Linked DNA regions of Mus musculus: regions 1, 2, 3, 4, 5 and 6 are each linked to region 7. A link is a contact called in public ChIA-PET, Hi-C, HiChIP or PLAC-seq and promoter capture Hi-C data. All regions are on one chromosome and are shown on one strand. Each heading gives the region's core, a stretch centred on a gene start, on an enhancer-like site or on the middle of the called end of the contact. The rest is flanking DNA. Distances are from core to core; before and after follow the strand shown. Region 1 holds the start of Ccdc58 (coiled-coil domain containing 58). Region 2 overlaps Gm35833 (a long non-coding RNA gene). Region 3 holds the start of Rabl3 (RAB, member RAS oncogene family-like 3). Region 4 holds the start of Wdr5b (WD repeat domain 5B). Region 5 holds the start of Kpna1 (karyopherin (importin) alpha 1). Region 6 holds the start of Gpr156 (G protein-coupled receptor 156). Region 7 holds the start of Hcls1 (hematopoietic cell specific Lyn substrate 1).

What was found. Promoter capture Hi-C pulls out the DNA fragments that hold promoters and counts their contacts. A called contact is a pair of places that touch in the nucleus more often than the background predicts. ChIA-PET counts read pairs in DNA pulled down with a chosen protein or histone mark. HiChIP or PLAC-seq counts read pairs in DNA pulled down with a chosen protein or histone mark.
Region 1: a contact with region 7 is called in a promoter capture Hi-C map of pre-B cells, with 5 times the contacts expected there. The contact joins the promoter of Ccdc58 here to the promoter of Hcls1 in region 7. A contact is called at or near these places in 9 of 39 promoter capture datasets (the 3T3-L1 cell line, 3T3-L1-derived adipocytes, the C10 cell line and 5 more), 3 of 484 Hi-C or Micro-C datasets (B cells, Th1 cells and double positive thymocytes), 9 of 115 datasets of contacts at active chromatin or transcription factors (the SCID.adh cell line, astrocytes, bone marrow-derived macrophages and 5 more) and 3 of 9 other capture datasets (adipose tissue, liver and macrophages).
Region 2: a promoter capture Hi-C map of liver shows a contact between it and region 7, with 4 times the contacts expected there. The contact joins the enhancer-like site here to the promoter of Hcls1 in region 7. A contact is called at or near these places in 2 of 39 promoter capture datasets (hippocampal neurons and liver), 1 of 484 Hi-C or Micro-C datasets (cerebral cortex) and 2 of 9 other capture datasets (embryonic stem cells and liver).
Region 3: an RNA polymerase II ChIA-PET map of memory CD8 T cells shows a contact between it and region 7, with 23 read pairs. The contact joins the promoter of Rabl3 here to the promoter of Hcls1 in region 7. A contact is called at or near these places in 2 of 39 promoter capture datasets (both in liver), 5 of 484 Hi-C or Micro-C datasets (B cells, CD4 T cells, CD8 T cells and 1 more), 1 of 115 datasets of contacts at active chromatin or transcription factors (memory CD8 T cells) and 2 of 9 other capture datasets (adipose tissue and pancreatic islet).
Region 4: a contact with region 7 is called in a Hi-C map of B cells, with 14 read pairs. The contact joins the promoter of Wdr5b here to the promoter of Hcls1 in region 7. A contact is called at or near these places in 7 of 39 promoter capture datasets (the 3T3-L1 cell line, the HPC-7 cell line, embryonic stem cells and 3 more), 2 of 484 Hi-C or Micro-C datasets (B cells and bone marrow-derived macrophages), 7 of 115 datasets of contacts at active chromatin or transcription factors (the 230-238 cell line, T-cell acute lymphoblastic leukemia, bone marrow-derived dendritic cells and 3 more) and 2 of 9 other capture datasets (adipose tissue and liver).
Region 5: an RNA polymerase II ChIA-PET map of memory CD8 T cells shows a contact between it and region 7, with 38 read pairs. The contact joins the promoter of Kpna1 here to the promoter of Hcls1 in region 7. A contact is called at or near these places in 3 of 39 promoter capture datasets (the C10 cell line, liver and pre-B cells), 2 of 484 Hi-C or Micro-C datasets (B cells and CD4 T cells), 4 of 115 datasets of contacts at active chromatin or transcription factors (T-cell acute lymphoblastic leukemia, bone marrow-derived macrophages, memory CD8 T cells and 1 more) and 1 of 9 other capture datasets (liver).
Region 6: an H3K4me3 HiChIP or PLAC-seq map of bone marrow-derived macrophages shows a contact between it and region 7, with 4 times the contacts expected there. The contact joins the promoter of Gpr156 here to the promoter of Hcls1 in region 7. A contact is called at or near these places in 2 of 39 promoter capture datasets (hippocampal neurons and liver) and 1 of 115 datasets of contacts at active chromatin or transcription factors (bone marrow-derived macrophages).

Annotation. Positions count from the first base shown.
Region 1 is chr16:36,068,980-36,073,069 of GRCm38.p6, forward strand. It overlaps Ccdc58 (coiled-coil domain containing 58), which reads left to right and starts at 2,681. Exons shown (of 5, transcript NM_198645.2): 1 at 2,681-3,158. The coding sequence starts at 3,108. Fam162a (family with sequence similarity 162, member A) reads right to left here and starts at 2,582. Exons shown (of 5, transcript NM_027342.2): 1 at 2,491-2,582. The coding sequence starts at 2,524.
Region 2 is chr16:37,682,899-37,686,734 of GRCm38.p6, forward strand. Gm35833 (a long non-coding RNA gene) reads left to right here. Exons shown (of 3, transcript XR_876061.1): 2 at 410-609; 3 at 1,485-2,400. Among named protein-coding and RNA genes, the nearest start is that of Gm35833, 4.1 kb to the left of the region's middle. Within about 2 kb of position 2,428, at least 216 of the 459 cell types and tissues checked have an H3K27ac peak or open chromatin away from gene starts, as enhancers often do. A contact at or near this core is called in cerebral cortex, embryonic stem cells, hippocampal neurons and 1 more, where this site is marked.
Region 3 is chr16:37,538,644-37,542,531 of GRCm38.p6, forward strand. Rabl3 (RAB, member RAS oncogene family-like 3) reads left to right here and starts at 1,251. Exons shown (of 8, transcript NM_001042499.1): 1 at 1,251-1,317; 2 at 3,204-3,295. The coding sequence starts at 1,272. Gtf2e1 (general transcription factor II E, polypeptide 1 (alpha subunit)) reads right to left here and starts at 1,146. Exons shown (of 5, transcript NM_028812.4): 1 at 1,010-1,146.
Region 4 is chr16:36,039,683-36,043,640 of GRCm38.p6, forward strand. It overlaps Wdr5b (WD repeat domain 5B), which reads left to right and starts at 1,508. Exons shown (of 1, transcript NM_027113.2): 1 at 1,508-3,292. The coding sequence starts at 1,831. The coding sequence ends at 2,817.
Region 5 is chr16:35,982,094-35,985,734 of GRCm38.p6, forward strand. It overlaps Kpna1 (karyopherin (importin) alpha 1), which reads left to right and starts at 1,270. Exons shown (of 14, transcript NM_008465.5): 1 at 1,270-1,415. It overlaps Gm15564 (a long non-coding RNA gene), which reads right to left and starts at 1,236. Exons shown (of 2, transcript XR_001781900.2): 1 at 959-1,236.
Region 6 is chr16:37,915,112-37,918,876 of GRCm38.p6, forward strand. Gpr156 (G protein-coupled receptor 156) reads left to right here and starts at 1,385. Exons shown (of 10, transcript NM_153394.2): 1 at 1,385-1,504.
Region 7 is chr16:36,932,525-36,936,254 of GRCm38.p6, forward strand. Hcls1 (hematopoietic cell specific Lyn substrate 1) reads left to right here and starts at 2,459. Exons shown (of 14, transcript NM_008225.2): 1 at 2,459-2,550. It overlaps Golgb1 (golgi autoantigen, golgin subfamily b, macrogolgin 1), which reads left to right. Exons shown (of 22, transcript NM_030035.1): 22 at 1-561.

The sequences.
Region 1 (4,090 bases), core at 1,431-3,930, 860 kb before region 7:
CTAGTTCCAGGCTCAGTGAGGGAATAAAGTAGGGTGATGGAGCAGGAAACCCATGTCCTTCTTGGGCCTTCACCCGGGCACAAAATGTGTACACAGACTCCACATACAACACACATCTAAATAAAGATACAATATCTTAAAAGTTGTATCTATTTTATTCAGCTTTCAGGAGAAAAGAGATGTGAAAACTTACCTTATATTTGCTTAATCCAAGATATTTCCTAGAGTCCTTCCATCGAAACAATATGTACTAACAGATACTTGTAAGAGCTGAGAACTTAGTAACTCTATGGCAAAGCTAATCTTGATGCTAATGGAAGTCATGGCAGGGTGGGTGAGAAGCTAGTTAGCCTCGGAGTCTTAACAGTTGTGCTTCTTAAGAGAACCGGCACTGCTGGGATATGGACGTTAAGCCTCGGTCCCTCTTCCTAGTACATGATCATAAACGTCAGAACATGATTTCAGAAGCTCACAAGACCTCTCACCTGTAGCAATTCTGTAACAACTTTGACCTGCATCTATCTACAACTACATTCATGCAACAAGCAACTAAAGCCCATAAACCCTCTAGGCTGTTTGCGAAGGGAGTCCACCCAGGAGTTCCAAAGGAAGCGGTTACGCACAGCTCCACTGCTTAAATTGAGGACCTTATTCTGAATAGTATTCTGAATAAGAAAACAATGCCTAGATTACATTTCTAATTGAGCTGCCACACACTTGGTCAATGTTATTTATCAAATCGCAGTTGGTTCTTGAAAGTCCATTTGTGTATGAAAGTGTATGTCCACCTCACAAACACATCTGCATTTCACCTTAAGGAGCCCCAGCTGCACCGGGGAGGGTATCTGTGAGACCAGCCTGGTCCACATAGTGAGGTCCATGGCAGCCGGAGCTACATAGTGAATGTCCCAAAAGAAAACAAAAAAGCTCCATCTGGCTATAAGATGGTTAACTTACACATGCGCATATTCCAGCAGCAGCATCAACAGCAGCAAGGAACTCGGATAACACAAACTCACTGCCCTCCTTTGGTGCTGACTTTTATCACCAGGTGGTGCTACACAAGTTATTTAGCCCTGTGATTTATGTTTATTTATAAAGACAGGAGGGAATAAGATTCAAGGGGGGCGCTGTAGAAATCAGATAATGTAAATCAGAAAGCGCTTTTATTAATAAAATAGGTAAAAGTAAAAGAAATCACTGGAAGGTGCTCACAACACACCAGACACTCACAGATCACCTGGCAGTCGTTGCCCATAACATCCTTGGTGTGCTATTAAAACATTCCCCATCGGAAGTAAAATTGTTGTTAAATTGTGCAAGGAAGTCTGTCTTGGTTAGAGGCCCAGCAGAGAAGTTCCAAAACATCAGAAATCTTCCAAGACACTTTAGCTTTCCATGACGTGTGCTACAGTCTAGAAAAGTAACTACTGCCAGTGTTTAAGTGACTTTCACATAACTCACAGGTTGCTGATTCTTTTGCTTGCTCTTTTGAAAACTTTGTAATACTTAATAAACATGCACATCGAGATTTTAGATGATTAGATCTTAACTGATACAAATCAAAACCAGTAAAAGAATGAGTGCTTTTTCTCTTTCTCCGTTTTCTTTCTAGAGCAGAGTGGGTGTGAGTTTTTAAGGGTGTAAGCAATGCTGACCCATTGAAAGGTCTTTCAGTCGGTAAAATCTAACCTCTTCACCGGCTACTCTTTACGCAACTATTCTCCATGTACTATTTTTTTTTTTTTGCATTGCTTCAATTACATTTACAATATACATTACTCCAATAACAAAACGTGGAGCTATTCTTTCTCTAAAAATTTAACAACTCTGTAGTAATTTGATGCCATGGAACAAAGGATAGATCATGAAAGTTCATAAAGATGATCAAAAGGTAAGCTACCCTCTAAAGACCCTCAAGATACAAGCTGCAAACTCTCTGATTTCTCAACTTGATAATTCAAGGCTCTCTAGATTTCCCCGAGGCGGGATACGTTCACGTTACCAGACTCCAAAACACTCAACCGCTCCAATGTTTACTGAGAAAACAGGCTATAGACCTTACGTTATTAGCATAACACTTTCCCCTAAGAGAGTCCCGGCACTTACCGCACTATTGTTTAAAAGTATGTACTACCACCCACAACTTAAGGCAACAATTACTCGTATTCTGTGAGATCTTTGAGTCCCTCACCTAAAGAGGGAGGGACAAGTAGGAAGGCACAAGTAGAATAACGGATAGGAGAAAGTCAGGGTGGAAAGCATTACTTCCGTGGATAACTCTTAATAGGAGCTCACAGGAGGATGGGGACCAGGTGGAGGCATCAAGGCACTAACTTAAGATGGGAGCTGCGTGAATGAGCGCCAGATACCAGGGTCTCGGCCAGCCCCCCGCGTCTGCTAAGGCGCTGCGGTCCTCACACGGTTGCAGTAAGCAGGACACCCCCACCGGCGATGCCCCCTCCTGCCGCCCGCAGACCCGCGTCTCACCAGCCGCCAGGCGCAGGCCGCCGAGGCTCCACATGGCCACCCGCTCCGCCGACGCACAGCACCCCACGGCGGCCGCGGCGCTGGCGCTCAATGTCACCAAGGGCCCGCGTGGGGAGGGCGCTGGCGGGGTGGGCGGGGCGTGCCGGCGTGACGCAGCGGGCGTGCGGGACGTGCGCGACGAGCGGAGGATGCGGCCAAACGCCCTGCCTGCCCGGGCATGATGAAGGCGGAGGAGGGAGGGCGATGTCTGCCAACTGCGAAGCGCTGAGTAGTGTTTTAGGACTGTGCAAGCGAGTCACACACGCGGAGGGACTCGGGACCAGGGCCCTATGGCGTCCGGGCTTCGGGAATGCCCGAAGGAAGCCTGCTTTCCACTTAGCTATGTTTTTAAAAACATCTAGTCATTCTCACCGCTTGCCCACCCTCACCTCCCCAAACGCCGTTAGTTTCTCGACGCTTCTTCGAGGGGCTCATCCCTCATTAGCAACCCGATGCTCTAGGCTTAGCGAGAGGAAAGGCAACCGCCCGGGCTCACGGTATTTGCTGTCAGGCAGCACCGCGGACACCTCTGCTCCACGGTGATTGGTCGGCTGCGGGGGTCCTCGTGTTCGTTCAATATGGCGGCGCCCAGTGGCAGTGTGAACTGTGAAGAGTTCGCCGAGTTCCAGGTGATGAGGTTTTCCACACGTGGCAAGCTTGTCCAGCCTTTTGTCCCCACGTCCCAGTCGGTGCTTTGGTCCGGGAAGGGAGGATAGACAAACTGTAGGAAAAGCAAGTTGCTCAGAGCTTTTTATAGGGGAGCCTTTGGAGGTCATGGGGGCTGGGGGTGGCCTTGGAAAGCGGAGGTGCTCAGCGTAGGAGGTGCCGGAGGCTCACCGGGTCATTCTGGAGCGGTCAGGCCGAGCTCTGAAGCTGTGGGTAGGGATAGTTAATAGTTCAGTAGTTCTCCGAACTTCATTCCCAGCTTCTACCAAAACTCCCCTACTTCTAAGTTGAGATTTTGTGGGAGAGAAAAAGTGAAAGAGACCTTGTGTACTTGATAAAGTATTTGGCATAGTGCCTTTTTATGTGTGTGGTGCGATACAATGAATATTTGGAAGCTTGGGGGAGGGTTAAGTCAAATACTTGGTCTGTGCTATCGCCTTCTTGATCCCGAGAGAAGGTGTAACACTTAAGTCAAATATGTGTCTTTTTTGGTACTAAAAATTTCAAAGGTTGAATAGTTAACCAAGAATTCAAGAATAACGATCCGGATGTTGATCAATTCACAATGATGGTTCTGCTATTAAATTAGAGTTGAAGCTAAACAAAAAAACAAAAAAACAAAAAAACATGACCTTTAAAAGTGTATTTTAAGTAGAGATAGTAAAATTTGTTAAACATGTCATTTCCCTATCTGTAGTAACCGTAATACTTTGAGTAGCTTGTAGGTAGTGGTATTCTTGAAGATAACCTCACCAAATTGATTTATTTGGTAAATAATTAGGCCAAAAGTATTTTTTTAACATTTATTTTTATGGGCATCGGTGTTTTGTGGGCATGTATTTCTGTGCACCACATCTGTGCATTAGCTGCAGAGGCCAAAAGAGGGCATTGTATC
Region 2 (3,836 bases), core at 1,178-3,677, 750 kb after region 7:
ATCTTGCTCAGAGCATTTATCTTTTGCCTGTTTTTTACCCCCTTTCAACCGAAGCAGAGCTTGACTAGTTTCGGTTGTGAATCTTTCATTGGCAATAAATATTATTTGTATTTTGCAGTGTCTGTCAAGGCCATTCTGCTCCCATGGACTCACAAGTCCCCCAAATCCTCTTCTACGGTGACAATAAGCAAGGGCTATTCAAAACGGGAGGTATAATTTGGAGGCTGTCAATTTGCCAGGAATTTTGCAAAGGTGTCTTGCAGATAGAATAAAGGGTCCCCTTGACTTCTGTGGAATATGCGCTTAGCTTAGCCAGATCCCTGCAGAGTGTCAGATGTGTTGGGATCCCACGAACACATGACAACACTTTTCTTTTTTTTCTCCTCCTACATCAACACCCTGCAAGCAGACCCAGAGCACAAAGTCAGCCCTGGAAAGAAGAGGAGCCAGTGTCAACCAGCTGGATGGTGAGAGGAAAACGTGGAGGTTGGCAGAAGGACAAAGGAAAGGCGGCTACCTCGTCCTGAGGGAACGAAAGAGCAAGTGGCCATTTCCGGAGAGCTGCACTGCTCCCTGCAAGGCTGTGAACCAATGGTGGTTTGCCTTCAGGTTAACAAAAGAAAAGGAATCCTTTGGATGTTTGCCCAGAGCCTTTGAAAATAACCTCATGCTACCACCCTGAACAATGTTTTAGGGACATTTAGGGACCCTGAAAGAGGCATAGCTCTTTTATGAAAGGAAAGTTGCTTGTTTTGTTTTGAGACTGGTTCTCACTTTGCAGACCAGGCTGGCCTCTGCCACTGTGCCTCTCCCGGTAAATTGCTAATTTGTGAAGAGGAGGTTTTGAAGAGAAGGGGAGGGGGCATAAGACGGTCCATTCGGGGGGAACAAGCATCCTAGTCACACATCTGAAAATCTGCCCCTCCTTCACGTGATGCTCATACCCTCTGCCTATTGCCCAGGGGTCTCCCTTGCTAACCCAGGACCACTCCCCACGGGTGTGGCTGCTCCAGTCAACAGCTGCTAGCTCCTATATTCTGTTCCTGTTGCTTCAACGCTGGAGGTCCTTCTTTGTCTCTCCCTCAACCGCTGCCTCTGGACTTGGCATTTCTCATACAGAAGGCTAGCCTTTGTGTCCTTTAGGAAGGACAGGGCTTCTACCTTGTTTAATATCAACCTTAAGGAGAGGAGACGAGAGAAGAGGGGGAGAGGCCGGGAAGGAGGGGGAGACAGAGACAAAGAGGGGGAGGGGAGAGAAAGGAAGAGATAATGAGGAGAGGGAAGAAGGAAGGGAGGAAAGGAGGGAGGAGAGACAGACAGACACACACACACACACACAGAGAGAGAGAGAGGGGGGAGAGGGAGAGGGAGAGAGAGAGAGAGAGAGAGAGAGAGAGAGAGAGAGAGAGAGAGAGAGATTTTTTCTTCTGTCTTTCAGAGAACATTCTGCTCTTGCTGTTCTCAGTTCTTCCTGTCTTTTGCAGAGCTTAAGACCGAGGGGAGAGGGAAGGAAAGGAGAGCCGGGTGCGTCTTCGCTGCTATGGAGTTGGATGGCTTATTTTGGATGGCTTCCTATCTAGACCCGGCAGGCCCGCCCCCTAAGCAAAGAGGCCTTGTTTAATGCCAGCGTCACATTTGAGGCAAGAAGATGAAAGTTCAGAAAAAGTCCCCCTTTTTAGGAATTTTTGCAGCACTTTTATTTGCGTGACACATATTAAAAAAAAAAAAAAAAAGTCTGTTCGGCTACCCTCCTGCATGCCCTCCCATTAGCATGGCCCCTTCATAACTGCCTCCTCTGGGCCTTGGGACCTTGGCAATCAGTCAGGGCATTTAAGCTCTGGCATTAGGCAGCAGGATTTGGAAAAGCCAAGACCTTGGGAAAGAAAATAAAAGTCTTAAGTGGTCAAAGCTGGGGTTACGTAATCCTATTTCTCTTGGGATCCAGATGGTAACGTTCTTCAGGGCAGCCAGTAGGGGGAGCTCAGGACGTTTATCAGAACTCCAGCGATCCGATGGTCAGGAGCCAAGTCAAGGCACAAATAAAACAATGAACCTTTGTGGTTTCTCTTCAGCTCTTAATCCCGAGAGGCTTCAACCCGGACAGCCTGATTCCCACCCTGAAGGACCCAGCGACCTTCTCCCAGGACGCCTTAATAGGTTTTCCGGAGTCTGTAGACTCAAATCCCCCGCCCCCTCCTCCTAAGTCTCTCATCGGTTTCCCAGGCTCTTGTGGGCTCCGTGCCTTTCTTTTGTCTTCCTGACTTTCTTGTGTCTAAGTTTCTTTCTTGTTTCTCTTCACTATCCTCGAGTCACTAGTAAAACCTACGAAAAATGCAAGGGGGTGAGCCCACCCCCAGACAAATACATCAAAGCCCCGCACTTTGAATAAAATCTAAAACACGCTGGTAAGCAAAAATGGCGAAGTCCGCCACCACGTGGCCGTGAGGTCGCATCTTTCAAGTCCTTGTCTTTGCATAAGCGGCCCTTTGCTACCCCACAGTGACTTCGGTCTGTCTCTTAACTTCCAGGACTGGGTCTCCTGGGTATTTTAGAGAAGGCACTGTCAGCTTAAAGCGGATAACTCCAGTTGTGGGGTTTCTGATTTTTGAACAACAGTCTCCTGAACAGTTCCAGAGCACAATGGAATTTTTAGAGTTAGGGACTGCTGTGATCCAGATAAGAAGTGGAAAAGCAGTTTTGCTCTCTGCCTAACTCTCCCTTGATCTGTGAGGTTCAGGTTCTCTGGGTGTGGGGGGGCCAGAACTTTTTCCTTTTCATTTGTTTTGAGATAAGGCCTCATATAGCCCAGGTTGGCTTGAACTCACTGTGTATCCAAGGCTATCCTTGCATTTCTGATTTTTCTGCCTTCTCCTAAGTGCTAGGATTAAAGGCATGTACCACACCCCAGGCCAAGTACCTACCTTTATTTACAGAACATTTCTCTTGGGGAACCTTGTATTTCTCTTCAAACTTGCAATTACTTGTGTGTGTGTGTGTGTGTGTGTGTGTGTGTGTGTGTGTGTATCTTTGAAGAAAATAGAGATTACATTCTCTTCCTGGGCTTTTAGACCCTAGGGAATCTAGAAAACATGGCTAAGCATGTTTGTAAAATGCCGGAAGATTGTATGCCAGTCAACTAGCAGAAGCTGCTTGGCCTGAAGCTCAAAGAGGCACTGAGGAGGCATGCTCTCTCTCAAATCTGATGCTGTGGTGGTGTGACTATTGTAGCCTCCTAATTGATGGCTCTCCTAATTGATGGCCCTCCTAATCCCATGGCCCCACCTCCCATTCCACTAATAGTCACATGAGTCCCTGAGAGGAAGAAACTAATTAGATTGGATAGGGCATGATACCCTTCGAGTTAGCCATGCTAGCTTTCTCCAGGAGCCAAGAACGGAAGGAAGCTGAGGTCTTGTCTAAGTCCTTGCCTTGCTAGTACTAGGCGGCTGCTCTCTCTCATTTCCTAGTTCCAGATGCTAATAGGGCTACGTGTAAGATCCAGGTAGGAGGTAGAGGGCAAACAGTCAATGTGACTCAATCCAGCATTAACAGCACCCTTTGCAGGGCCTTGGCCGGCTACAAAGACTGAATGAGACAGGTCTGCCCTGAATATAAATGCTCCCATTGCACACCTCTCCAGTATCTCTGAAGGAGAATAAAAGATGAAACTGCCACAACTCCTCCCTCCCCCCAGTACTGCCAAATAGGAGCATCATCAGGCAGGCTGCCTCTGCAGCACAATCCATAATCGCTCTGACTTCCAGAAGAACAACAATGAAAGTTACATTGCATTCTAAATTAAGCTTTGCATCACTCTGGAAACTAACAAAGAACCC
Region 3 (3,888 bases), core at 1-2,500, 600 kb after region 7:
CAACGTCACCTTACCCAGTCCAGACCTAGATTCTAGTTGTAAAAACTTTTAAGGACCACTGTGCCCCTGGTGTGGAACTGGGAGAATCAAAAGTTCAAACCACTCTGCTTTTTTAGCAAAGTCATCCTCATATCCACCCTCAGTCCTCAAAGCTAAGCCCAAACCTTTCTCCTACTGTAGTTAGGCTTTGGGTAATGTTTCCTGGCCTTCTCAAATCCCCAACAGTGGCATCCAACACTCTCCCTCGCATTTCCTCAGAATTTGTACAGTTTCTACTTCGAAGGCCTCTTGTTCATTAATGCTAGCGCCTAGCATATTCTACTGAGATACCTGAACTTTCAATACATCCTCTGGGCACGTGTTCTTGTAGCATATCCATCCTGCCAGCTTCCACACAAATCACTTGTTTCACACCTGCATCCCAATAATGAGCGCTATAAGCCATCTTTTTTTTTTCTTTTTAAATTTAACTTGTAATTGCTTTAAGCAAGGAGCTACTACATTAAACTTGTGATTTTTGAAAAAACTATGCTGGATGAAAAGGGATTTAAAAAAAAAACACAAAGTGGGTGCAGGAAGCCCTTTTAGTTAGACTATTTTTAAATACTACTTCCCAAGTTCTAGAAGAACGTGGATCCTACAGAGCCTCTACAGTTTTCTGTTACTGTATTTTACGAACTCTCCATTCCTTCGTCCTACGACGGAGACAGCTCCGGACCGAGGTGCCCTCCACCAGCTGTGTTCAGACATGTCCAGACCCCGAGACCCCACAGTCCCTCAGACGCGCCCAGGGGCTTCCCGGGCCACACTCGACGCCGCCAAGCCCGTCCTACCCGAGGTCGCACATGGGCCGCTCCGGGGCAATGGTTCTTTAGAAGACTAAGAAGAGGACCAAAGCAAGAGGTGGCCGAGGAGAGGGGACTAGACAAGGAAGGGGACGGATAGAAGAAACCATGAAATGCCACGCCAGGTCAGAAACCGGGAACAAGGACGGGAGAATGAGGTTTACCCAAGTGGATGCTCGAACACTCCCACTACAGCCGCCCTCAGCACCTCAACTACCGGCTTCAGCCAGCCCACGCCACTTGCGAGACAAGGACGAACGCCTAATTCCTGCGACCGGTTTGGAAACCGCCCGCTAATCCGCACCCCGAAGCTTTCGATCAGTCACGCTCTGACCGACCAATGAGATGATTTGCCCTGCCCACAAGCCCTGCGCTGATTGGTGAGAATCCAGGAACGGGCGTCAACCTCAAGGAAATCGTGGCAAGATGGCGTCCCTGGATCGGGTGAAGGTTCTGGTGTTGGGAGACTCAGGTGAGCCGCTTAACCCACGTCTGGGACTACCAACACGCCCGAGCTTCCCGACACCGCTCTCTCTTCGCTGTTTACCCCCCCAGCTGCCTAGCGCTTAGGTCGACAGCTGAAATTCCTTTCAAGACCTTAAAACTACACTTCCCAGAGGACTTTGCTCCTTTTGTCGACGTGGTGGCGTGGCGGGAGGTGGGGGGCGCGGAGTCTATGGGTGGAAAAGGGACTAGTTCCACTCACTATCACTCCTAGTGACCCTCTAGGAAAATTTTTGCTTCCTGTCCCCACAACCCTAGGTTCTGCTGGCCTAGAAGTTTTGGTTCCAGAGAGGGGAGAGCTCCTACCAGGAGCCACAAAAAACATTCCAGTTCTTCCACTGCAAGCTTTGTTGCTGGGGAGTGGGTGTGGGGTAAGACATGGTCTCACTAAGTAGTCCTGACTAACGTAGAACTAGCTATGTATATCAGGCTAGTCTAAAACTCACTATATAAACAAGGCAGGCCTAAAATGAAGAGATACACCTGCCTCTGCCACTGTATTAGTCAGGGTCCTCTAGAGTCACAGAACTTATGGGTAGTTTCTTATAGTAAGGGAATTTGTTGATGACCTACGGTCTGTAGCCCAACTCCCCAACAATGGTCAGCAGCAGCTGTGAATGGAAGTCCAAGGATCTAGCAGTTGCTCAGTCCCACAAGGCAAGCAAACGAAGAAGAATCTTCCTCCTTCCAATGTCCTTAAGTAGGTCTCCAGCAGAAGGTGTAGCCCAGATTAAAGGTGTAGGCCTCCCTGCCTGGTGCTGGGACTTGCTTTGTCCCAGATGACCTTGAACTCAGAGATCTCCTTGTCTTAGTCTCCTGGGATTCATAGCCACTATGCCTCAAGATCCAGGTCAGAAACTTGAATCTCCCAGCCACGAGATCAGGATCACAGTGAGCCCTCCAATTCTGGATTGTAGTTCATTCCAGATATAGTCCAGCTGACAACCAAGAATAGCCACTACAGCCGCCGACCTTCTTTAAGACAAGCTCTCCCCTTGGCCTGGAGCCCCTAGGCTAAGGCTGTCAGGCCAACAAACATCAGGGATTGCCTCTCTCTGCCTCCCCAGCACTGACATTAGAGACGTGTGCCTCTTTGCCTGGCTGCTGTGTGTCAGTTCTGTGAACACAACTCGGGTTCTCATGCTTGTAGGGCAAGCACTGAGCCCCATGCGGTTCTTTTGTTTGTTTTTAAGTACACTTTGTATATGATCACAATAACAACATGGTATAATAGAGAAAGTCATATGGCTGGCAATAGTGCTCTAAGGTGATGTTGTTGTTTGGTTTTTTTTTTTTTATACTTTCTCAGTTTTTGGTAATAGAGTTTTTATAATAAAAAGTAAATATTAATGATAGGTCTATATATAACATTGCACAACAAAGAGATTTCCCAAGTGTTTGATACAATTAACAACAGCCAGGTAAATGAATGAGTGACTCCACACCCGCAAATAAAAGACTCATAGCCATGAAAATAGAAGACTCATCTCTTTCCTCTCCACCTAGCTCTTGAAGAGGTGCCCTTTAGTGTTAATGAAAAGATTGCCTGAGCCCAATAGATCTAAAAGGGGGTGAAGCATTGCTTCAAAATTAATAGGCATGATGAAGGAAAGCAAGTGGAATTACCATCATCGTCATTCAGAGGATAAGTCTGGGACCATGTGGTTAGCTGCTTTTTTCAGACCTACATGTAGGCACCAAAGTCCTTTGAGTATGGTAGCATGGCATCATGGATCCTGTCACGGGAGGTATTCAAACAATTTGTTAGATGTTCCCTGGCTTGGAAGAGGTGGTATAAATGTCCCATTTAGGGTTCCATGTTCAGCTGACTAAAGAGACCTTGTATCTTTACAGGTGTTGGGAAATCTTCACTCGTCCATCTTCTGTGCCACAATCAAGTGTTAGGAAATCCGTCATGGACTGTGGGCTGCTCGGTGGATATCAGAGTGCGTGTTCTTGTTTAGTTTTTCCTTAGTCATACTAAGCATAAGTCCTTCAGATCCCGTGATTAATTTATAGGACTTAATTAAAATTAACACTAATAACTGGGATTGATTTAGCTCCCACTGTGTGTCAGTACTGTCATTCCTTGTTTCATCTTTCTTAAACTGTGAAATACAAACACAGAAACTCAGTCATAGAGGAGTAAATAACAACCAAATTCATTCAACTCGTGAGAAGCGAAAGTAACACGTGAGCCCAGTTGTCTGTTTGCACAGGCTTTTATTTTAAACACTAGATTTGGAGTGATAATGTTAATATCCTCCATAAATAATAAAGTTAGTATCTTCCATAAATAGTTCTGCCTAAAGCTGTAACTCTAAGACTGCAAATTTGGGCCTAGTCATACCATGTAAAGGAAAAAACTTCCAGAGCCTTGAGTAGACTGTCTGTTCTGTGTCACAGTTAGGTACTCGATAGAGTTTCCACTAAATTAAGTCATAATGTTTAATTCTGGGCAAGTCTGTCATCTGTTGGCACGTTTTCTTACCACTGAATTAAGAACAAGTACAGGGCCTTGTTAGAACAACTCACCAGG
Region 4 (3,958 bases), core at 258-2,757, 890 kb before region 7:
AGGATAGCACGATATGTGTGTGTGTGTGTGTGCGTGCGCGCGCGCGCGCGGGAGCGCAGCTTTTTAAAGCTACTCAGTTACAGGCGGTGCTCAGTCCTTCCTGTTTAGTCTGAATAGGTTTTCCAGATTGGGTAGAGGCTTGGGAACTGGATTTCTACTCCCAAAAGCTGCTTTGAGGAAACCAGTTAAAACAGTCCAGATAGGAGTAATCTTCGAAGACCATATAAGTCTGGCACATGTTTCTTTTTTTTTTTTTAAATGGTTTTTTAAAGGAGAAACAGATTTTTGATTTTTTTTTTTTTCAGTGAACAAAGCAAAACCTAGAGGTCCCCTTACGCGAAGGGTAGCTTGTTGTAAAAGGAAGAAATGCGGGCTGGTGAGATGGCTCAGTGGTTGAGAGCACCCGGAGTTCAAATCCCAGCAACCATATGGTGGCTCACAACCATCTGTAAGAAGATCTGATGCCCTCTTCTGTAGTGTCTGAAGACAGCTACAGTGTACTTACATATTATAAATAAATCTTTTTTTTTTTTTTTTTTAAAGGAAGACATGCTACTGCTTAGGAGCTCAGGATCCTGCTCTGCTTGCTGCCATTTAGGATTACTATTTCCTGGTGAACACTGTCACCAAATCTCCTTCCTGAGAGCTAAGCAGATCCTAGTAATTTGTTAGGACAGTTTGTTAATATTAGACCATGAGTAACGACAAACAGTTTTACTTACAGCCTTTTCTTTTTGGGAGTCCCCAATGCTATTTATACACAAGGTATCCTACACATCAAAAAGTGCGTTTTACCCTTCAAAGTTCAAGTCATGTCTTAATCCTACCAACGTACCAAGTCTGCGCATCTTTTGTCCCTCGTGCTTGTGTGTGTAGTGAACTAAAGGTCCATCACCATCCTGGTTTAGCTCCTAGGTTGTACCCATTATATCCTTTTGGTTTTCTAGTCATTAGAAAAATATATATTTACTTGAAATAAAGCCTAAAATTTGTTATTCAATGTGCTTTAGGTGAGTTAATAAAAATGGAAAGTTTTTGAATTGATGATATAATCTCTATATCAGAAGTCACCGTAGTCCAGGCTTCAGATGTAGTTCAGTGGTTAAGATCATTGGCAGTTCTCCAGAGGACCTTCCAGCACCTACAGGCAGCTCACAACCATCTGTAACTCCATTTCCAGGATGATGGGACTCCTGACCCTGAGGGTAGGTATTGCATTCGCAAAGTACACACACAGGCAGCTATTATTATTATAATCTTGGCAGCTAAACTCAGTCGGGGTGGGTGTGGACAGAGGTACCCTCAATATGCACAGCCTTCATGAAGTGCCTGCTGCGCCCTTTCCTGCACCCAGCTCTCTCAGGGAAAAAAACCGGGTTCAGTGTCAACTTCCTGTCCTGGAGAACCGGAAGAAAATGCATGTCTCCTTCGGCGCGTGCGCAGCCTGGCAGGATGCGTACCTAGCGTCGTCCTGGGCTCTACTTGAGCCTCTCATAAATCCTGTTTTGTGTGACGTCATCTGTTGCTTGAGGTTCCCAGACATTTTGGAGCTGCGGAGGGCGTGGAAGAGGAAAGGTGCAGCCCCGAACCCCCGCGGATCGGCCTAGTCCTTTGACAGCATCTGACACGAGTACGGATCCCAGGATCACTGTGATCCGTGATGCTATAGAAGAAAGCAAGACGGGGAGTGGTTCAAACTTCGTTGCTGACTGGGAACGGACCTTATAGAGGAGCCCATGTTACAATCAAAACCATCCGCCTTCCAACCGCAAGTTTTAACTTCTGTAAGTTTCAGGGCGGGAAGCCCGCGCAAATTATAGAGCCGGATCTATGGCGACCGAGCATCTGCCAGCAGAGAGAGCACAGTCACTTCTCTCTGCCCCCCGGCGCGAGGAAGAGCCGCAGAAACCCAACTATGCTCTCAGACTTACTCTTGCGGGGCACTCGGCGGCCATATCATCAGTTAAATTTAGTCCTAATGGCGAATGGCTAGCGAGTTCTGCAGCTGATGCACTAATTATAATTTGGGGAGCATACGATGGGAATTGTAAGAAAACACTCTATGGTCACAGTCTGGAAATATCAGATGTTGCCTGGTCTTCAGATTCTAGTCGTCTAGTTTCAGCCTCAGATGATAAGACTCTAAAGGTATGGGATATGAGATCTGGAAAATGTCTGAAAACACTGAAGGGGCACAGCGATTTCGTCTTCTGTTGTGACTTCAACCCACCATCCAACCTCATCGTTTCGGGCTCTTTTGATGAGAGTGTGAAAATATGGGAAGTAAAAACAGGAAAATGCCTCAAGACTTTGTCTGCACATTCGGACCCCATTTCTGCCGTAAATTTTAATTGTAATGGGTCCTTGATAGTGTCCGGGAGCTATGATGGGCTTTGTAGAATTTGGGATGCTGCGTCAGGCCAGTGTTTAAGGACACTTGCTGATGAAGGCAACCCTCCAGTGTCTTTTGTAAAATTTTCTCCAAATGGTAAATACATTCTCACTGCAACTTTGGACAATACTCTTAAACTGTGGGATTACAGCAGGGGCAGATGCCTGAAGACATACACTGGTCATAAGAATGAGAAATACTGCCTATTTGCCAGTTTCTCGGTTACTGGTAGAAAGTGGGTTGTGTCTGGTTCAGAGGACAACATGGTTTACATCTGGAATCTTCAGACTAAAGAGATTGTACAGAGGTTGCAAGGTCACACAGATGTGGTGATCTCAGCAGCCTGTCACCCTACAAAAAACATCATCGCATCAGCAGCACTAGAAAATGACAAGACAATTAAAGTGTGGTCGAGTGACTGCTGAAGTCTCTGGCAGGCGATGAGGAAAGCCAAGTTAGACACAAAATCCAAAGGATGGTCTCTCTGGATTCTGGCAAAGCTTAAACTGTCCTTGAGTCTGAATCATCTTACTTTGCAAAGTGAGACCCTTGTAAAAACAGGTCTAGGACTTAGGGCTTGTGAATCCTAGTCTTGAGGCCTGCTAGGAATCTCCTGTGCTCACCCCTGGACAGAGCCTCATTCTTTCACTGGCTTTCCCAGGGGGGTAAGGTTTTTGGAATATCTGGAAAGGTGACACAACAGGATGACCCAGGGGAGGAGGGACGTGTAGCCTCTGGTTTGGGAGGTCATTAAGGGCAGTGACATTAGGGAGGCAATGAGAGGATTGGAGACATTTTACATGTCACTTGTATATTTTTGTTATTCAATATGATTGGGCATCAAATTGCCAAATTAATCTGTCAAGTTGGGGACAATAAATCATGGTCCGGTTTGTTCTATGAATGATAAACTATCCAACACATACAACACACACAGTGCTTTTTGATGATAAATATGAAAGTGACAAAAATCAAAGCATTTGATACCTAAAATGAAGCAAAGGCAGAAAGTACATATAGCTAGACAGCATATGGACCATTAGATTTCTGAAGCCATAGGCAGCGTTCCATCATATGTGCGTCTCCGTAAGTTCCCAGACAGTGGCACGTGGTACCTTTAAAGTTACAGCTGTTAACTGAGAGCTCTCGTGTCTGATGGCTAGAATGTCGTGTCATGTTAGCTCTCGGGAGGCGTGTGAGAGTCAGTGAAGTGTTAACAGCAGAAACTACCCGCATACCAGACACCTTGCTAGCCTAAGGACAAGCTAATGGAGATGTACTGATCTAAGTGGTTACTTTCCAACACTTAGAAGTACAGGCATGGCGTTTTCCTAAGTACAAAATGTAATACCCTGAGGGTAGGAAAGGGACTGATTGGGAGCCAAGCCATGAACTAGGAGGTAGCAGTTGTCCCCCAGAAAGTCCAGGATGAATAACTCAAAACTCATGGCCAGACTACTCTCATGCCAGGGCATTCTCAAAGGCTCTTCAAAATGCCTCTGCCTACTGCCATGCCAGACCATTCAGTGCATGGGGAGCCAGCCTTCACAAAGACACCCTGGCTTC
Region 5 (3,641 bases), core at 20-2,519, 950 kb before region 7:
AAGAAGAAGTGGGGAAATGAAGAGTAAAAAAATAAAATAATGACTGCCCTGAGAACATGGGCCCCCGCCCCCGGCCAGATGGCCTAATTCCCTGGAACTCTTGGGAAAAACAACCACAAAATGTTTCAATGTCCCAGGTGCCTTGAAGTAAATATCCGCCCCTAGACTTCCCCTGTTTCCTCTCCCATCCTCCCCCTAGGTTCTGGTTTTTACCTTTATAAACCTGCTGGAAAATAGGGTTGGGGTCAGACTCCTCTACCCCTGCGTGGTGTATGGGTCTCGACCTCAGCATGCTGGTTTGTGTGCCATTAAAAACCTCGTGTGTTTGCAGCAAGCGTGACTGTGGCTTTCTGGGCTCGCGATCCCTGAGACTTGAGTGAGGGTCTCCCTTCGGGGGTTCTACAGATTCATGTCCGGTGCTCCTCAGTATTCCTTTTAAACTGACTTGTTAAACCGTGTCCTGTGGTTGTGATTTTCCTGTGACCTCTACTTGCTGTCTTAAAGTGTTCCTTTGAAGCCACCGCTCTACTCCCCAGAAAGAAAAAAAAATTCTATCATGTAACGGTTAAGTCATTTCCCTAAATATTTTGTTTTAGCGTGCCTTCTCATAGCAACGCAAATATTTTCGCTGGAAATTGCCGTTTTTGAGATAGGGGTCTTTCTACGTAGTAATGCTGGTCTAGAATTCGCCATTCTCCTGCCTCAGACTTCCTAGAGCTGAAAATACAGGCGTGCGTTACCGTCATGCTAGGCTCAAAAAGCGATTTAATGTTATATGATACTAATAAATTACCGGGTAAGATGGGTGAGAACTGAAGAGAATACCCAGAAAGTTCCTGCAAACGGGTTGCATGTGAATTCTTTGAACGTGAGACACTGACGTATTTTGTAATACTCCCTCAGCCTCCAACCATGCCATCATTCATCCAATAAGCATGCTCGGCTGTGAGGTACCTACCATGTGAGAGGGAAGCTATATTGATGTGAGGGGGAATCCGTCCATTCTGGAAGAGCTTAGTAAGGACAAGTTTGTTTCCATAACTTCTATATGTCTGCGCTTTTACTGACTGCCAACCTGGTCCGCAGAGACCCACGCCCTGGCCGCCGCCTTTTCCCTGGCCGCCGCTAGCCTAGGGCGTCCACGCTCGGAGACTCCGCTTCCCGGCAGCCCCTGCGGCAGGCGGCGGAGAAGCGCACGCAGGCGCGCCGGCCGGCCCCCGCACGCAGGCGCAGTGCGCACGCCGGCTGAGCTGGGTCTCGCGGCTCTGTGAGCGGCAGCGGAGAGCGAGGCCTGGTGAGCGCCGCCGTGGTGCGCGCCGGCTGGTCAAGGTTGTGCGCAGAAGAGGCGCAGCGGGCGGGCCAAGAGCGAGCGTCTCCCTCTTCGTAGTGGCACCGGGACCGGTCGCCTGGAGCCGGTGAGTGGGGGCACCTCGCGGCCCCTCCCCCTCGGCGGGCGGCTCTGGGTCCCCCTCCGCGGACCCGAGGGAGGCCCCGGGGCGAAGGCGGACGCGGGCGGAAGCCGGAGCTGGCTCGGGCGCGCCGGGGACCGGACCCTCGCGTCGCTCCGGTGCGTCACGGGCCCGGCGGTCCTAACGGCCGCGCGGCGGCGGAGCGGGGTGGGGGTGGGGAACGCTGGTGCTCGCCGTGAGGAACGCCGGTCGGGGCGGGGCGGCGCGGCGCGGCGCGGCGGTGGAAGCGGCGTCGGGGACTGCGGGGCGCCGGGCGGCGGCGCGGAGTCTGCGCGCCGCGCTAGCTTGAGGGCGGGGGCGGGCGGCGCGGAGTGCGGTGGCTGAGGCCGAGGCGTGCGGGGCCGATCGGGGAGTTGGCAGGTTACCACCGGGGCCGGTGTTTGGAGGGAGGTGGGGGTGGAGACGGGAGGCTTGCAGTTTACAGATGTCATAACTACGCGGGCCTGGAGCTGCTGACGGGGGTGTGGTAATTATAGCAATGACAAGTTGGTCGGCTGTGTGAGCCGGCGATGCGAGGGAAACCGCCAAGCCTTAGCTGAGGCTCGCATTGGGAGCAGAAAACTGGAGGGTGACTGGGATCAGGGACATCGGCAAGAAAGAATGTGTGGGTTGAATGCAGCTGCTTCCAAACCACTTTTCAATGAAAAGTTTCACATGAATTGATTTTAAGGCTTAAACTTCGGCTTGGTAAATTACTATAGGAATCAGCCACCGAGAAATGCTTTTGAGATATTAAACACTATTGTCTGGCCTTTTCCCTCTTAAAAGAGTTCCGTCAAACACCTCCTTCCTCCTCCTCCTCCTCCTCCTCTTTTTTTTGTGTTTTTGTTTTTGTTTTTTTTCGAGACAGGGTTTCTCTGTGTAGCCCTGGCTGTCCTGGAACTCACTCTGTAGACCAGGCTGTCCTGGAACTCACTCTGTAGACCAGGCTGTCTTGGAACTCAGAAATTCACCTGCCTCTGCCTCCCAAGTGCTGGGATTAAAGGCGTGCGCCACCACTGCCCAGCCTGTTTTTTTTTGAGGTTGGGTTTTGTTTGGTAGGCTGGCTTTGAGCTTCTTATCCTGCCCTGGCCTTCGGGGTGGCAGGATTTCAGAGTCACACAGAAACTACACAGTCAGTTCAAAATTTCCATCAGTCTAGATATCAAAGTAGGTACTAACTAGTCCCAACCTTCTTGCCTGTAGGTTGCCTTTTCTTTGTTTTTGAGACAAGTCTCACTATTTAGTCATGGCTGGCCTAGCATTACATTGGTTGTCTTGAACTCAAAACACTCCTGCCTCAGCCTCTCAAGTGTTTGGGGTTACAGCATGCCTGCACGTGCGGGTGTTAGTATAAATTTGTATTCATGATGTGTACAACATTTACTTATTTATATACTTACTTTTAGATAGGGTCTCATTACATAGCTCTGGAATTCTTACATAGACCAGGCTGCCACTGAACTCAGAGATCCACCTGCCTCTGCTCTTGGAATTCTGAAATTAAAGACGTGTGTTGTCACACCTGACCTCCTTTCTCCATTTTAAAGGCTGAAAGGTCTAAATTTTGAAAGGAACTTGAGAATGGTTTAGCTTTTTAGTTTTGCTGAAATAACTTATTCTTGGCGGATTATCGTTTATGTGATATACAATTTTAAGATGGAGGCCTGAGAAGAAGTAAAGAAATAAAAGCAAATTTACAGCAACTTTGAAGCAGATATTAGCTTTTCCTAGCATAAATGAAAGCACGGAAGAACACAGTATTAGTTTTAAAAATAGCTTGTTTTGGGCTGGTGAGATGGGTCAGTGGGTAAGAGCACTGACTGCTCTTCCAAAGGCCTTGAGTTCAAATCTCAGCAACCACATGGTGGTTCACAACCACCTGTAATGAGGTCTGACACCGGTGCCTTTCTGGTGCGTCTGAAGTCAGCTACAGTGTACTTATGTATAGTAACAAATATTTTTAAAAAAAAGAATAGCTTGTTTCTTATAAATATTTTATTTCCTTTTTAAGTGTGTGAATGTTTGTAAGTGCATCATGATGGTGCCTGGTGCTTGCAGAGGCCATATGAGGGTGTTAGAGTCTCTAAAAGTGGAGTTGAAGATGGTTTGAGTTTGGGTACCAGGAACCAAACCTGTCTTCTGCAAGAACAGCAAGTGCTCTTAACAGCTGAACCATCTTTCTAGTCCAGA
Region 6 (3,765 bases), core at 135-2,634, 980 kb after region 7:
CTGATGGTAGTTGTCTCCCTCAATTATGCTCCACAGTGATTCTGAGACAGACACTCCCACTGCACCTAAAGCTTACCAATGTAAACTGGCCGTCCAGCAAACCCCAGAAATCTGCCTGTCCCCTTCGCTGCCTCCAGCCTTGAGATTACAGGCAGAGGCTTTTGTTGGGGAACCCCAGCAGGTCCTCACGCTTCCAGAGTGATTGCTCTACCACATGAGGCATTGTTCCAACATCCCTGTCCTGGGCTTTTAAACTGAGTAACCCCAAAAGTGGAGAATCAAAGGGGGCCTCCCCAATGACAGCATCTAACTGCACAGAACAGAAACTCACATTTTGCTCAGTGTCTCACATTCAGGACAAGATGTGAGAAACACGCATTGTCCTGAATAAAACGTTTGCTTCATTTCTTTCCCCATATTTTCCTCTCCAATGAAGTATTTTCCTGTGAAAAGAAGCCTTTGGGTGAAATAGTGAGGGAGGGGTTAAAAAATTTTAAAGCCAATCCTCCTTACCATGTGTGATCTGAACCCTGAAGTCCTACTCGGTTCCCCCTCCCCTCCTGTCCCTAAAATATGTGGTCAAAATGTGGTGTTTGAAATGCAAGCCTTTAATCCCAGCCCTCCAGCGGCAGAGGCAGTCGAACTCTGTGAGTTCGAGGCCAGCCTGGTCTCCAAAGTGAATTCCAGGCCAGCCAGGGCTGTTACACAGAGAAACCTTGTCACGGGAAAACACATGCACACACACACAGACACACAGACACACACACACGCATTCCTATTATAAGCAACATTCTTGTCTTTCTAAAATAAACACAAGCTCAATGTAAAGAATCAAAAAATGCCCAAATAAAAAATGAAGAATGAGGAAAAAGAAGAGATGAGAGGGAAAGGCGGGGAGTAAGAAAAAGAAGAGGGAAGGAGAAATGCAAAAGGCCAAGGGAAAGCTAATGGATAACCTCCCCCCGTATCAAAACAAAACAAAAACAAAGCAAAACAAAACAAACAAACAAACAAACAAACAAACAAACAAAAAACCAGAAACCGGGATCTGAGACTGAGGAACCAGGCACAGGACCTGCTCCGGAGGTCTGAGCATCCTCGGGCTACAGGGCTCCTCAGACCGGCGCTGCAAGCGGCTCTTTGAGCACAGCAGCAGGAAGTCGCCCAGAGAACCGCTCAAACAGGAGTGGACGTCTTTGGAGGAGTGGAGGATGCGGGAGTAAAGGGACTCCGGAGTAGAGAGGCCTGCAGCCGAGCGCAGGGTCCGGTCGCGGCGCGGGGTGGCGCCAGAGGAGGGACGGCGGTCAGACAGAGGAGGAGGCGACCCGCAGGGCACCGCGCACACCGCACAGCCGCCACTCCGGCTGTCTACGAGGCGATGGGCGCGGTCCGCGTCCCTCCCGCCACCTTCCAAACCCGAGAGCCCACCAGAGACCGGAAGAGCACGCGCGTCCCAATCCCGGCCGCGGGCTCGGCGCATCTCTGCGGACGGGGACCCCGCAAGGTGAGCACAGTGCGCCCTTGAAGACCCCAGATTTTGTAGGACCTCCCTATGGACACAGACACCTCCAGTAAGAAATGGAGAGGGCAGGAGTCCCTTCTCCTATTCAAAACCTGAGCAGGATATTCAGAAATGATTTAAGAAGTCCAAAAAGTAGGGAAGAGCGCGTGGCCACGCATCAGGGATGGCGTTGATAATTTGGGAGGAAAAAGGGGAGGGGAGAGTGAACCCAGTGTGACTTCTCTATTTTATTGAATAAGCAACAAAGTGCTCAAAAAGGAGATCTCAGAACTATTTCCCACACTCGGGTGATTTCCAAGCGTGACCCCAAATCTACCCTGCAGGTGCAAGCTCACCCCGAGGGCAGGGTGGTGAGCTGACGTTCCCCCACCCCCTCTCTGAAGTCTGAGAAGAAAGTTTTACTACACCGCCTATGTTCTGTGTGGAGGCTTTGTTCCTGGGCACTGGAGGAGTGACCCAGGCTCCTGAGCATCCTTGGATCTGACCAGCAGCAGTTTCCAAGCGTGTTGTAGAGGCTTCCACTTAGAAAGTTGGGCATCACGTGCTACTTCCTTAATGCTTTCTGTTACCTGTTAACATTTCGAGATTAAACTGTGTAGGGAAGACGGTGTAGCCACTCTACCCATTTGTTTATTTTCTGGATGCATGAGAACTAGGTACCTCTGATAAACCTGTTTTCCCAGTGTATTCCTTAAACAAGCTGTGGAGGGAGATGCTAAGAGTGTGAATACTTCATTGAAAAAGAAGAGTTTTCAGATGGGAGTTTAAAACCACCATATTTGTTGGTGTGTTAATTAAGCAGCAAGGCCGCCAAAGAGGGTGGGGGAGAAACACCTTTTCTCCACCAATAGCTGGATTCTCCCAGGAGTTGGAACACCAGCCAGGCTTCCAAGTTTGTAGTTTTAACTGCTGCAGAAGGAACAAATGGGTGTATCCAGATAAATGAGGAGGGAATCACTTGTCTGGGGGCTGTAGACACTTTGACTCTGGGATATAAAGTGCCTTGGCAGGCTGGCTTGAGTTGGGACTCTCTCAGAAAGAGAGGGGGCTCCCTGGTCCCATTTTGTCTGTGTGATTCCCCTGCAGGACCACCACTGTATCTGGCATATTCTTTCTGCTTCTCTATCATTGCCCCCAGCTTTAGCTTCTCTCTGTTCCCTAGAGTTGGTCTGGTCAGAGGCAAAGCCTTTATGGAAACTTGGGAATAGAGAAGCCCAGTCTTGGGAAAACAGGAATGTCCTTCAGCAGAGACCAGGAGGGCAAATAGCTAAAAGCAACTTCTGTCCTAGAGAGTGGAAGAATGAGCAAAGGAATGAAGTTAACTAAAAAGAAGCGGCCTCAGACACACCATTTTGTTTTGATTTGTTTTGGTTTCTCAGGACCGGGTTTCTTTGTACAGCCTTGGCTATCCTGGAATTTGATCTGTAGATCAGGTAGCCTTGAACTCACAGAGATCCAGGTACCTCTACTTTCCAGGTGCTGGAATTAAAGGTGTGTGCTACTATGCTAGGCCTAAGGACTACACTGTTTCACGATGAGGGCTCCTCTATTACATTTTCTTGCTATTTGTCCATAAGGGCATTTGAAAGTTTTATTGGAAGAAATAGAGGCCCCTAAGAAGTGCCCTCTCTCCTCAGATTCACCGTTAAAAAAATACCCTTGTGCGTGCATGCATGTTTGTGTGTGATAGAGAGTGTATGTAGTGTGTGTGTGTGCATGCATGTACATGTGTGTATGTGTGTGAGTATTTGTGAGTATGTGTGTATGTGTGAGAGTGTGTGTTTCCATATGTCTATGTGTGTGCGCGCACATGTATGTATGTGTTTGTGTGTGAATGTGTGTGTATATATATGAGAGTGTGTGTGTATGTGTGTGTACAGGCACATGCAGACAGATGCCTCAGGTTGGGTTCTTGCTTCCATTTTGTTTGAGGCAGGATCTCTTATTTGTTAGCTGTGTGCACCAGGCTAGTGGGCCCGAATCTAAGGATTCTCCTGTCTCTGCCTCTCACCTCCTGTTAAAACAGAACTGAACACACAGCACATGGCTTTCTATATGGTCTGGGGATCCAAACACTCACAGCAAGTGTTTACCTGGTGAGCTTCCTCTCTGGCCTGAATTCATGTTTCATTTCATGCTTTGAATGTTTTCAGAGAGTAACCTGAGGCAGAGAAGAGAGAAAAAGAATGGCCAGGTCTCCTGTAAGCCACAGAAGCCACAGAAGCAGTGAAGGGCAGATGACT
Region 7 (3,730 bases), core at 1,209-3,708:
CATTGCTTATGCCTTCAGTCACATGTAGACTAAGATAGTAAGTGGCCAGTGCCTTTCCTTGCATCAAAAGGCAGGAAGAACTGACAATGGACAGACAGCAAGGTTCGAATTCTATATTTCTGGATGTGCCTCCATAGGGGTCCTAAGACTATCCAGAGGCCAGTGGGGCCATGCCAAGGTGAACTGGAGTCAGGGCTGAATACCACATCACAACTAGTCTCAAGAACTACTGAGCTGCTGCACCAGTGTGCTGGTCCTTGGTTATTCTGTCTCCAACGCCATTGTCACCCACCACTGGGCACAGGGCTGAGGCGGTGGAAAGAAAAGGCAAAGCACCTGGATCCAGACCTGAGAGCAGTGGCCAGGAATGGATGGATCCCACCGTGTCGATCCTCCCCTTTACGGACATGATGTGCTCCCTTCCTGTTCTCACCCCCTAAAGAAGAGTGAACTGCTGGACTCACTCATCAGCCCTTTGTTCTGTGGTGATGAAAATTTTAGTCACAACATCCCAAAACCTTAACTACTGTAAAATAATAAAATTATTTTCAGAATAAGGAATTGTGTGAGACTATCTGTTGGCACAGAAGTTACATGCCTGTGTTTGCACACTATGGGAGGGATGGAGGAGTGGCAACTGGAGGAGAAAGTTCTGAGACTCCTTCATCTCACTGGCCAGCACCACATGGCTGTGAACATCCTTCTAGCCTCAGCTGCTGGAGCCAAAGGAGATGAGGTTCAGATTAGAAAATCCATCCTGAGATTGGGTTAAAGGAGCAGAACCATAGGATGTAAATTTGTGAAGCCTTGTGGATAGTTCTGAGAAAACTCTGAAAGTATTGGACCACCAAGTATGGTGGCACTTGCCTGTAATTCCAGCACTGAGGAGGCTGAGGCAGGAGGACCATAAGTCCAAGGCCAGTCTTGTCTACATAGTAAGTTAAGGCTAGCCTGTGCTACATAGCAAGAGTGTCTAAAACAACAAGCTCTCCTTGAACACAGTGCAGAAGGAGACTTTTCATAGCTCATGCGGGTTGGGTAGACATCATGCTCTTATACAAAGTTGCCACTTGGGAAAAGCTGACCCAGTATCACAGGGTAGAAGAGGATTAATGGGAACCTGTTCTCTTTGGCTTCAACGCTCACTGTATGTCAGCACTGTTCTGCTCAGGGATGAACATGGGGTGTTTGTGAGGGGGAAGTGGGTTTCCTTGGTGTCATCGCTGAAGTTCTATGGTTCTGTGCATTGCTGTGTGGTGAGGTACAATGTCTAGCCCTAATTTAAGGCTACCCCTTTCTACATATTCCTCAACTATAAATAGCCTTATTAGAACAAATAAAGTGCTCCAAGTCTAGAATCAATCCCCTGGGAAGTGACTTTAGATGCTTTCTGTTGGTACAGAATGTTCCCTTCTGTCTAGTTTCACCAACCTGGGACCCTTGTGGGTTCATTCTCTGTAAGCCAGGCAAGTCAGAGTCCACAGATGACTGGGATAAGGAGAGCCAGGCTCAGATGCAAAAGCAAGTTCTTAGTAGGATTATTTTTCAACCAGAGATCCTTGGAACTTTATTTTCATTATCTTTATTGCCTGTCAGTGCTCCAGGCTGCCAGAGGAGCCATGCTTGGGACGGGGGTGGGTGAGGAATGGAGGGTGGAAGCAGGGAGGTGGTTATTTGAAAGGCAGCCAGTAAAAGCATAGCAAAGTTCTCAGTGGCCTTCACATCAGAAAGGGTCTATTTCATTGGCTCAACAAGTCACCTGAGCATGTCTTGACTTGAAGCTAGAAGGGGAGGGCTGCAGATGTTGACAGTGTAGAGTATGTCAGAGTTCAATTCACCAGCTTAGAGAAGGCCAGTAGTCAGAACTCTGTAAGTGAGCTCAGACTCCACACAGCCTCCCATCAAGCTAGGGAGTTTTCTCCCTCCACGTTCTGCCTTCTCCCTTCCTCGTGAGTTATGTGTGAGTCTCAGGTACTGCAGAAAGCAAGGAGGAGAAATTGTTTTTAAGACTTCCCTTCAAAATTAACATACAGATCATTTTTCCACTAAGCCTTTTTTTTTTTTTTTTGATTGCTGCAGACTACACACACACACATTTTTCCTTCCTCAGACCAGGCTTCTACAACAATGTTGTAGCCCAGGGTACCCCTAAGTGCTGGGATCACAGAAGTTCACTACCACACCTGCCTTGTTCTGAATTCTTTTACTTAGATGCAACTGTCCTTCGTAGGACACAGAGCAGTCCTGCAGCATTCTTATTGTGTCTTAACTGATAAGGGATGTGTCTCCACGGTCATTTTTATAACTTTCCCGTGACCTGAAAAACTTTGCAAAATACTAGACACAGAAACACTTAACCCTTCTAAGTACTCAAAGTATAAGGAACTGACTCAAACTTCAGGAAGTAGCTGTGAGGACAGTGTGGCAGGAAATGACAGAAAACCTGAAAACGGAACTGGAGCAGCTGCTCTGTTACTTACCCTGAAGTGGCAGCCGCTGGAGGGGGCGCCTGGTGTAGATGTGAAAAGCCGTAACCAGGAACCAGTAAAGGTGGGTGCTCTGAGCTGGGGGTTTTGTGAGGGGTTGGGAGCACAGGGAAGTATGGAAAAGAAGTCTACATAGCACTTAGTCCTTGTTAAGGGAGGTCTTTACTAATAGATGCTGAACTCTTGATGGCCCTAAGGACTGTGTGCAGTGGTTGACAATGAACATCTGAGGATGGGAACAAGGAAATGGCCTGCACTCGGGGAGCATGATTGAGCACATATCTAGGACCCTGGGCCCTAGTATGCCCTTGATGATCTACACAGCCCATTCTAAAGGGTGGCTGCCCCAGTGTGCTAACCTGAAGGCGACCCACGGAAGATGAGGACAAAGTGTGCCTTTGTATGGCCTCACAGGGACACAAATGCCCATGGGAAATGTAAGGGGACAGGATTTAACCACCAATGAACACTGGTGCTGAGCCAAGTGCTTTTAGGAGTCAAATGCAAACATGACTTCAGCTGGTGTAACTTTGTATGTCTGTGGGGATCCCAGAGTGTTACAGAGGGAGCTTTGGATCTACTGTGTTAACCCCTTAATTATTTAACATTGGGAAACAATATCACAACAATCAGTGACTTGCCCAAGGAAGTTAATATTGATGGATGGCTTAGTCTAGTCTCTGACTAAGTAGTATAGACTCTGTGTCATGTGACAGACAGGGGTCTCACAGGGGCTGTCATATTACTGCAGTGTCCATGGATCTCTCACCTATGGATGCCATAAGTCAGTCCTGTCATCAGGTATTGGATATGCCCAGCATTCATTGCCTGTCTCCAGCCTCCTACTTTAAGTTAGCAGCTTTCCTGATTAGTAATCGACAGTACAAGAATAGTAAGTTATTTTGCTCTTAAACATGAGCATGAGGGGCTGATGGGAGAGATGAACTGAGACCTGGAGAATCAGGCAAGATGAGACCATCGGACCTCACTGCTTCCTCATTGCTCATAAATGTATTTGACTTCTCCTTTCCAGTTTCCTTCTGTGGTAGAGTAGCCTGAGAGCCAGGACATGTCAAAGTGAGGCCTTAAGCTGTGGGTCATAGGTTCTCTTTATGTGTCTTACCCCCTGTTAGTAGCTAATACCAACTGGGGGAGGCACAGATGTTCTTAATAGCTCACAGTGACTCTGGCCACGGTAACTCACCACTCCTTCCCACATCTTTATTTAACCTATCTTCCTCAGA